Linked DNA regions of Mus musculus: region 1 is linked to region 2. Evidence: chromatin contacts called from public Hi-C data. All regions are on one chromosome and are shown on one strand. The core of a region is the stretch at or near the end of the contact, and the rest is flanking DNA. Distances in the headings are between cores, read along the strand shown.

Region 1 (4,583 bases), core at 1,869-4,368, 160 kb before region 2:
GAGAGACCATGAGTATTGAGAGAGGGAGCAAAGCCCTGGAGAAGGGCCAGGCTCTCTAACAGAGCTTCTCTAATAAGACCTGATGCACAACTGTAGGGCAGCATTGATCCATTTGTGGGTTGAGCTCCTCTTAAGGGTTCTATATCCTTGATGGTACCATACTGGGGACTAAGCTTCCAGACCATAAATATGTTGCAGCAAATCCTCTCCTATCCATAGCATTAAAGATGAAGGGTTCAAGGGCAAGATTCCTATAACAGATGGGTGGTGAACCATGAATACAGTTAGCCCTCCTGGGATTGGGCTACTGAAGAGAAAGGTCCTCAGCCCCTCTTCTCATCTAATCAAACCAAAAGGATTTCCTCATCCCTGGAAACAGAAGGGAGTGTCCCTCTCTTATCAGCCCCTCCAAGGTCCACGGAATACCAAGAAAGAGGGAATTGAAAGAATCTAAGAGACAGAGGAAGGAATGTTGTGGAATGCTGCCCTCTGGACAGGATGTGGCCACTGCACATGAAAATACTCAGCTTCTGTAATTATCTGTGTAAGACCCATACATGACTTGTCCCATCAATATTCCTTTATGAAAGAATGAAGACCTCCCAAGGCTCCACCCCTCCGTGGGGTGATACAGGCAGTTAGTGGTTGCTGGAGTGACGAAGAGTTATGCTCTTCGGTGGCGTTAGCCACTAACAAGATAAAGTGCTCCTGTAAATAACCCCTACCTGTGCTCTTGTAAGAAACTGTACAAACGAGCCCCTGCCCACCCAGCTTGTAAGCCACAGCATGCAGATGCCAAGCCAAGAGATGAACATGAGACTCCAGCCTGTCAACAGAAGCATAGTCATAGACTTTCACATCTGAGCTTCTGACCAGAAAGCATTCACCTGAGCTCCGCTGTTATCACCAGCAGCTTCCGGCCCTCCCAGGGAGATCGGCCCATCCCACTCTGGCTGTTGCCCTTGGTTGAACCTCAGGAGACTGGGAGGAGTTATTTTCTTAGCCGATCTGCAACAGCCCTGCTGGCTCCTACCTCAAAGGCAAAGATTCCTCCTCTAGTTTGTTGGCACTGGTTTGTGCCAAGGATCCAGAGAGAGGACAGGCTCTGGCCTCCCATGGGCCTCTGCCAGGCATGTGAGTCAGGACCGGGCTGTAGTCAGAGGAGCCATTGTGACAGAGATGTGGAACTCAGTCCATGGTGTCCTCTCAGGTCAGGTATCTCCTCACCAAGAATCTGCACAGGGCCCTGAGGTGCGATAAGCAGGGAATATGCAGAGACTTCACTTCTTCTTGTCCTACACGGAAATAAGAAAGCCAGGAGACAGAATACCAATGTTTATCTGGACTGTCAACAAAAGGTTATGAGCAAAGGAGTAACTGGGGGAAACACATAGCTTTACAGGGACAAATACTAACAGCATAGCCTTCTGGAACTGTCCTAGATGCTCTAGGGTATAAAAGAGTCATGTTGGAGTCTCCCCATTGTACAGATACTGCCCAGGTGAAAGAGTCAAGCTATACAGTGAGCTGTGTTCATTTTATGCTCACTTACTGGGCACTTACTCCCTGGGAATCATTGTTCTGGGACAACTTACAAACTGCTCCTGCACACACAGGGGCTACCTGCTCAGGAGCTGCGGCAGTATCTTACCAAAAGAAGAGTAGGTCCAAATGAGTGTAAAGGGCTATGGCTTGCAAGGGAAGGAACTTCTAGGAATGGAGATGGAAGATGTCAAGAAGTTTGCTGTGCAAACTCAGAGAGCACTGTGGGTAGAACAATCGGTGCTGCCAGGAAGGAGAGATGGGTGCCTCCCATTCCAGTCCCACTTCCTTTTCTTTCTTTCTTTCTTTCTTTCTTTCTTTCTTTCTTTCTTTCTTCCTTTCTTTCTTTCTTTCTTTCTTCCTTTCCTTCCTTCCTTCCTTCCTTCCTTCCTTCCTTCCTTCCTTCCTTCCTTCCTTTCTTTCTTTTTTGATTATTTTTTATTAGATATTTTCTTTATATACATTTCAAGTGCTATCCCAAAAGTTCTCTATACCTTCCCCCTGCCCTGCTCCCCTACCTTTAAGCACCTTCCTCACTTGAAGCAAAAATTTTGCCATCTGTAATACAACTAAGATGCTAGCAGTGTAGGTCTCAGGAGGAGCAGGGAATGGAAATGATAAGGGAACAGAAGCCTAATGTGTGGCACCATGCTCACATGAGCTGAACAAAAACCTGTATCCACACCACTTTTAGGGAATGAAGTCGTGGGACACAGGGGCAAACCATTACCAGGTACCCAAGAAGAAAAAGAATCTACAGCTTTTTACTGTCTGGCTGTGAAGCAAGGTGGACCGAGAGGCAAGCCCAGAATTGGAACTTGACTCTGCCTGGCATCCAGTACCTGTACACTTAAACTCACTCCCAGCTCTGCCTCAGTCTTCACAACCACAGAATGGACCAAATGTTGGAGCTGGGCATGCCTCAGATGTGACATGCAACAAGAGCAAAGGAAATGTGACAGAAATAGTGTCACACAGAGGCCCACAGATTATTTCTTGTACTCTTGTGATTTGAACTAAGCATTGGACTGAATCCCCAATAAAGAGGAGGAAACCTAGGTCATATCTATTCTTCAGGTGGCCTTCCAAAGTTCTAACCTGACTCTAAACCTGACTGTGCCCCCATACCTCTTGGGGACATCGTTAAATGCAGTCTGGCTCAGGAGGACTGGAGTGTGCCCAAAGGAGAGTGCTACTGGGTCACAGAACACCCTCTGTGTGGCCAGGCTCTCCGAAGGCCACAAAAGCCAAGTGGTTACATAACCCAGAGCAGGCTGGTAGAGAGAAGCTCACAGGGAGAGGTGGGCCCTGCAAGTGGGTTCAGGATACACAGCTGTGGGCCTAATGATAAGCCTTGTGGGTGTCGGGTGTTGTCTAAATCCTATCATACTTATATTTCCCGAAATGTTCCTAAATGATGGATGTATTTTTGTCTTGGTTTCACAGATTACCAAAAAAAAAAAAAAAAAAAAAAAGCTACGGTCCAAAGAGATTGCATCACTTGCCCAGTGTTACACACCGTGCTATCCACAAGCCTCCAGTGTCAGAGCTGAACCCAGGGCAGATGACAGTGATACATGGTGCATTCCTGGACCAGCTGCCCCTCTAATCCCACAGCAGAGGGACACCCCCTGACACAGCACACTCTGAAGCTTGCTGAGAGCTGAGTCATTTAATGGCAGTGGCTTTAGGAGCCAGTCTCCAGCCTCACTGGCTCCTGCCGCACACAATATTTCTCTCCTTTCCGCACTCTGAACAGCTACATCCAATGTCTTTCTTTCACATTTCACAGGGTTTAAAAGCCTGGATTCTGATCTCAGCTTCACTGTCTATAAGTTGCTTAGCTTTGAAAGACTCCGCTTCTCCAATCTATCTTCTGGGCATAATCAGTATAGAGTCTATAGTGGGAAGGTTTTCTTTTTTCTCTTATATACAGTTTCATGCAGCCCATGCTGGCCTCAAACTCACTACGCAGCCAAAGATAACCTTGAACTTCCACTCCCCCTGCCTCTACCTCCAAGTTCTGACATATACTGGAAGGTACCACCTTGCCTGGTATATTCCGCACTGGGGATTGAACCTAGGACTTTGTGCATATTAGCCAAGCACTCCACTCACCATAGCTACATCCCCAGCCCTGGGAAGAATTACTGTGAAAATGGAGGTTGAGCATGTTCTCTGCTGGTTCGTCTTGCCCCTAGCACAGAATCACTATAGATGTGATTATTGAGGTAAAAATCAGGCTCCCAGCCTGTGCAGTGATTCAGCCACTGGGCTCGGTGGTGTGAATGACTCCACTTCTAGCAAGAGGTTTTCAGGCTATTGCACCTGCCAGCATGCATATACACTGCTCCCATAGAAAAATGGAAACCGAGTTACAGGAATGGGGGGCATAATCGCACATCAGGGAAGCATTTTGCACAAACAAATGTTGCATCAACTTTCATGGCTCTGGCCCCAGGCTGGCTATGAGTCAGACTCGCAGCCCCATCTTCAAGCTAGTGGTTGTCCTGAGGCTTAGACCTACTCATTCCCCTCCTACCTGCCATCTCCTGCCACTGCCCTGCATTCCCCAAGGAGCCAGGGATGAAAGAGAGATGCCTGTGAGCAACTGCCATGCTGGCCCGCCAGCATTCGTTAATGCTATTAAAAGATACCCCAAGTCATTACTGTGGCATTGTGGGACTCCGCTGATTGCAGCTAATCTCTGGTTCCTTTTGTGCTCCTAATGGAGGGAGCCTAGCACTGACAAAATAAAAAGAAAGAAAGAAAGAAAGAAAGAAAGAAAGAAAGAAAGAAAGAAAGAAAGAAAGAAAGAAAGAAAGGACATTCTGTTTCCTTTTTTTCTAATATTTAGTTTAAGAAAAAATAGCTAGGGGCAAAAAGTGATATTCAACAGCTAAAAATGAGTAAGATAAGAATAAAAATACAGAGAAGGTGATTTGAAAAATGGTTTTCTTTTCAGCCAGCAGACCCTGAGACAATAGCCACCCGGATGAGCTCAGGGCCAGAGGACAGGAGTCATTTGGTGAGCACACTGT
Region 2 (4,508 bases), core at 754-3,253:
GGTACTTACTACATAGTCCAGGTTAGCCTCCAACTCACAAAAGTCCTCCTGCTTCAGCCTCCCAAATGCTGGGATTACAGGATCACATCTGACCATTTGTAGCAGAAAAATCAACTTTGGAAAGAGTTGGGAACTCAGAACCTGGCTCTCTTTCATCTGAACTACCAAAAGGCCCTAGTTCTCACACTCCGAGTTTCCAGTGTGGTGGTATAGACTTGCCTTGGCAGCCCCGGGGAGATGGGAGAATCAGAGGTCCAAGGGTAGCATGGGTTAGTCCATGGGTTAGGCCAGTTGAGCTACATAGCAAGACCCTGCCTCAAGCAAAACAGTAAAACAAGCAAAAATTGGGGAAAATGGAGCTGGAGAGATAGCGCAGCAATTAAGAGCACTGACTGCTCTTCCAGAGGTCATGAGTTCAATTCCCAGCAACTACATGGTGGCTCACAATCATCTATAGTGAGATCTGATGCCCTCTTCTGGTGTGTCTGAAGATGGCTACAGTATACATATACATAAAATAAATAAGTAATTATTTTAAAAATATTGAGGAGGATGGAAGGATTAATCAGAATGCTTATTTAGAATACGGACTTATCCCACCTCCCATTCCTCCCGACTGGGTTAGGAAATGGAAGACCCGGGCATCTGGTCTGCACATCCTTCTTCTTGAGGCACAGTTGATCATGAGCCAGAATCTTTTCTTTTTCCCCACCAGAAACAGGGCATTACACTTTAGCACAAGTGGACCTGGAACTCACCCAAGTTAGCCTTGAACGCCAAGGTGATCCTCCTGCCTCTGCCTCTCCCTGGTGCTGAAATCACAGGCAGGCTGCTGAGAAGCAATGCGCTAGAGTAGTGTTTCTCAACCTTTCTCAGGCTGGAATCCCTTAATACAGTTTTTTGCTTTATGATGAGCCCAAGCATAAAATTACTTTCGTTGCTACTTCATAACTGTAATCTTGCTGCTGGTATGAATCGTGATGTAAATATCTGATACGCAGGATAGGATATCTGGATATGTAACCGCTGTGAAAACGTTAGTCAAACTCTCGAGACGGGTCGCGACCCACGGGTTGAGAACCCTTGCTGCAAAGCATCATTGCTTTAGGAGCTGGGCTAATTTATGACCCCATGAAAACAACTGGCTTTTAGAAACCCTGATCCCCCTACAAAACACTGTTTTGCCTGCACACCAGACACCTTCATCCTTATTCGGAGGGATATACATGTCAACCAATTGAGTAACCTTACAATGCCTACTGCCTTCTGGGACTCACTTTCCCCAGTACTAAGTTCGAGGGGTCTCTTCTTCTCTGCCCAGGCTGAGCGTCTCTCTGCTTTTCAGGCTCTAACTTCTACCCTCCTGCTTGGATGAGCCAAGGATAGCAGCTGAGAAAACAAGCCCTACGCGTCTTCAGTCAAGCTTCTCTTAGTTTACCTGTACCACACTGCCCACAATAAGGAAGAAGTCTAGTGTGCAGGGGAAAGACCGCTCTATAAGAAGGTTAAAAAAAAAAAAAAAAAACAGAGTTGTTTGGATGCTTTTCGTTTGGTTTTATTTTATTTGAATTTGCCAGTACAGAGAATTGAACCTAGCCCTCACTCACGTAAGCTAGACAAGAGTTTACCACTGAACTACATCTCCAGCTTTCGTTCCTTTTAAATGACGCAGGAAGGTTTCGGTTTCCTCCTTTGCATGTGGAAGTATTTGCAGTCAGGTTTCTGTGGTTTGTGCTTACTGCCAAGAGCTCTGCTCGCACACCGCATCCAAGCACCCTGAGGGACGCGCATCTCTCCACCGCTACGCCGCATCTACAGCTCAACGCTAGGAAGGAATACAGAGGGGGGCCCCCCGGGGCTGCTCCTAGCCACCTGCAATCTGGCGTCCTTCCTCCACGCACACTTGGAAGCTGTTTCTCGGACGAGGTGGTGAGAGGCACTGCGCCACGCCCCCTCGCGCGCCACCGCGTTCTTAGAGTGCAACCTGCCCGGCGTTCAGGCAGGCGGGCGCGCCATCTGCTGTCCAATACGAGTAAGCAACGCGAATGAAACGTTGCTCTGCAATTCAGCTTGGATCTTCTCTGCAGCTCTTCCCTTGACTCTCAGTTGGGGAAATGTTCTGGAATCCTAGGTTAAGGGTACTTAACTTGGGATCTGTGTGTTAGCTTCAACAAGTCTAGGAACCCTCCAAATACTACTCAGAGTGGGATATTTTTCTGGAAAAGAGGTAGTTTTCCTGAGTCTGACTAATAATGCTATGAATTGTAGATACACACACACACATACACACACACACACACAAAGTCTCTTGAGCAATATTGCCAGGGTATCTGGCAGATGCATATTCAACTTTCCAGATTTTGCCTGGCTGTTTCTAATATTGCCTGGCCACTTTGCTTTCCTGCCAACGAGGCATAAGACAGCCAGTTACTCTGCTTCCTCACCAGCTCCGAGAGCATTAGTCGGCTTTAATTGTAGTCATTCTAACAGGTTGGTGGTACTCTTCCTGTGGCTTGAATTTGCATTTCCCTAATGACTAGTACCGTCAAATGTCTTATCTGCTTATTTGCCCTCCATACATTTTTTGATGGTGTGTTCAAGTCTGCTCATTTTTAATAGATATTTTCATCTTAGCAAGATATATTATTTCAAGCTGAGATGTTAGGTTTCCTTATTTCTGGAACTGGAGAAATATTTCAGCTGTTGGGAGCACTTGCTGCTCTTTCAGACAACCTAGATTCAATTCCAAGCATTCATGTCTGACAACCTCTCTTGGCCTCTACAAGTACCCAAACTCAAGTGCACACATCCAATCATTTTTTAAAGATTTCTTTTTATTTCCATAACATGCAACTCCTTTTATGTATATGTTCTTTTCTCTTAGTTGATACCGTGTATTTGAATTCCTTAATTATGTCCTTTAAAATGCAGGAATATTTAATTCTGACAAAGTGTAATTTATTAATACCTTTATTTTTGGCTGATACTTTTTATTTGCACATAAGTGCTTTTAATTTAAAAAGAAAACAGAACTTTTCCTTTTAGCATCCATCAATGGAGCATCAGCTGCCAAGATGTTTGATCCTTTTGGGACTTCTAATTGAAGCAAAAACTACGTAAGGCATTTCAATACATTTTCTCACATTCAGAGGAAGATCGTGTCTTTCCCCCTCTTTCCAAAGTGCTGAGATAGAAGCATCAGGTTCAGTCTGTGTGCCTTCCAAAGGATGGTGAAGTTCAGGTTGTACGTGGACATTAAAAAGGTCAGAAGCTTGGCAGTGGTCCAACTGTGCAGGAAGAAAGATATTCACATTGATTGTTGAATTGAGAAAATGCTAACTCTCCGTGTGTGGGTCAACCCCACCCCAATAAGGTGCACATCACTAAAGCTGGAGGCATAGGTACACATGAGCGAGATGCCCAGGGGGCCAGAGGAGGATTTTGGCTTCCTTATAATTCTCATATCTGAGAGGCTGAGATGTCTGGGTTACCACAAATTTATGGCCAACCTGGAGTATAAGTGAACTCTAGGCCAACCTGGGCTACATAGATAGACTTAACTTCAGAATTCAAATAAAGAAATAAATAGGGCCGGGCGTGGTGGCACACGCCTTTAATCCCAGCACTCGGGAGGCAGAGGCAGGTGGATTTCTGAGTTTCGAGAAAGAAAGAAAGAAAGGAAGGAAGGAAGAAAGAAAGAAAGAAAGAAAGAAAGAAAGAAAGAAAGAAAGAAATTGTATTTAATGGAAAAGTGATGATATGAAGTTTACTTAACTAGTAGAAGGCTGTAGAGACAGAAAAGGCCCTGCTGTGGATATACTAACTGCTGACATCTGAGCAACACTACACTGCTATTGAGCCGTGTGTTGCTTGCTGATGTTACTGCCCAGGAATTGAAAACAGAAGCTATGGCCCTCAAGATTGTAAAATATATATATATTATATATATATTGTGGATAAAATGTTGGTTAAGACTCAGGTTGTTAGCAGCTGCTTCCAATCCTAGCCATGTCACTATGTCACTGTCCTGGTGATCCAAAAAGAGGCCTGTGGTCTGGAAATTATCACTGAGGAGGGAAGATCTGTCTTCCAATCCGAGAACTTTTGTCTGATCTTGAGGAATTATGGGGACTTTGAAGTGACTCTATTACAGAATCCCTCAAAGACAATTGCAAGACAGTGAATGCCACAACTTCTCAGCTTCCACTTTATCCTCCTGAGGTGAGAGAATGTTCCAGAAACAGTGTTTCCAGATAGCTACTAACACTGCTGATCTTAGTTACTCTTCCAAGAGGATGTGGCAGATGGAGTTGGTTCCCGTGAAAACCAAGTGTGGCAGAAATGACCCAAGAGTCCAAGTACACTCCGATTTCTTCTTATCATTTCCAGAAGCCACTCAAAGTGGAGATTTTCAAGATGTTTATTCCCAGCCTGAGCTCTATAGATCTAATGGCCAGGCTGATGAGGCGGCTTGGCAGGTGAAGGTGTTTTCTGATAATCTGAAGTCA

Evidence for each region. Hi-C and Micro-C count contacts between places; a contact is called where the count stands out from the background.
Region 1: a contact with region 2 is called in a Hi-C map of the C2C12 cell line, with 2.3 times the contacts expected there. The contact joins two enhancer-like sites. A contact is called at or near these places in 15 of 484 Hi-C or Micro-C datasets (3T3-L1-derived adipocytes, the C2C12 cell line, Sertoli cells and 9 more) and 2 of 115 datasets of contacts at active chromatin or transcription factors (bone marrow-derived dendritic cells and heart atrium).

The regions. Positions count from the first base shown.
Region 1 is chr11:43,925,841-43,930,423 of GRCm38.p6, reverse strand. No RefSeq gene overlaps it. Among named protein-coding and RNA genes, the nearest start is that of Gm12153, 31 kb to the left of the region's middle. Within about 2 kb of position 3,118, at least 57 of the 459 cell types and tissues checked have an H3K27ac peak or open chromatin away from gene starts, as enhancers often do. A contact at or near this core is called in the C2C12 cell line, where this site is marked.
Region 2 is chr11:43,764,511-43,769,018 of GRCm38.p6, reverse strand. No RefSeq gene overlaps it. Among named protein-coding and RNA genes, the nearest start is that of Ttc1, 19 kb to the right of the region's middle. Within about 2 kb of position 2,003, at least 88 of the 459 cell types and tissues checked have an H3K27ac peak or open chromatin away from gene starts, as enhancers often do. A contact at or near this core is called in the C2C12 cell line, where this site is marked.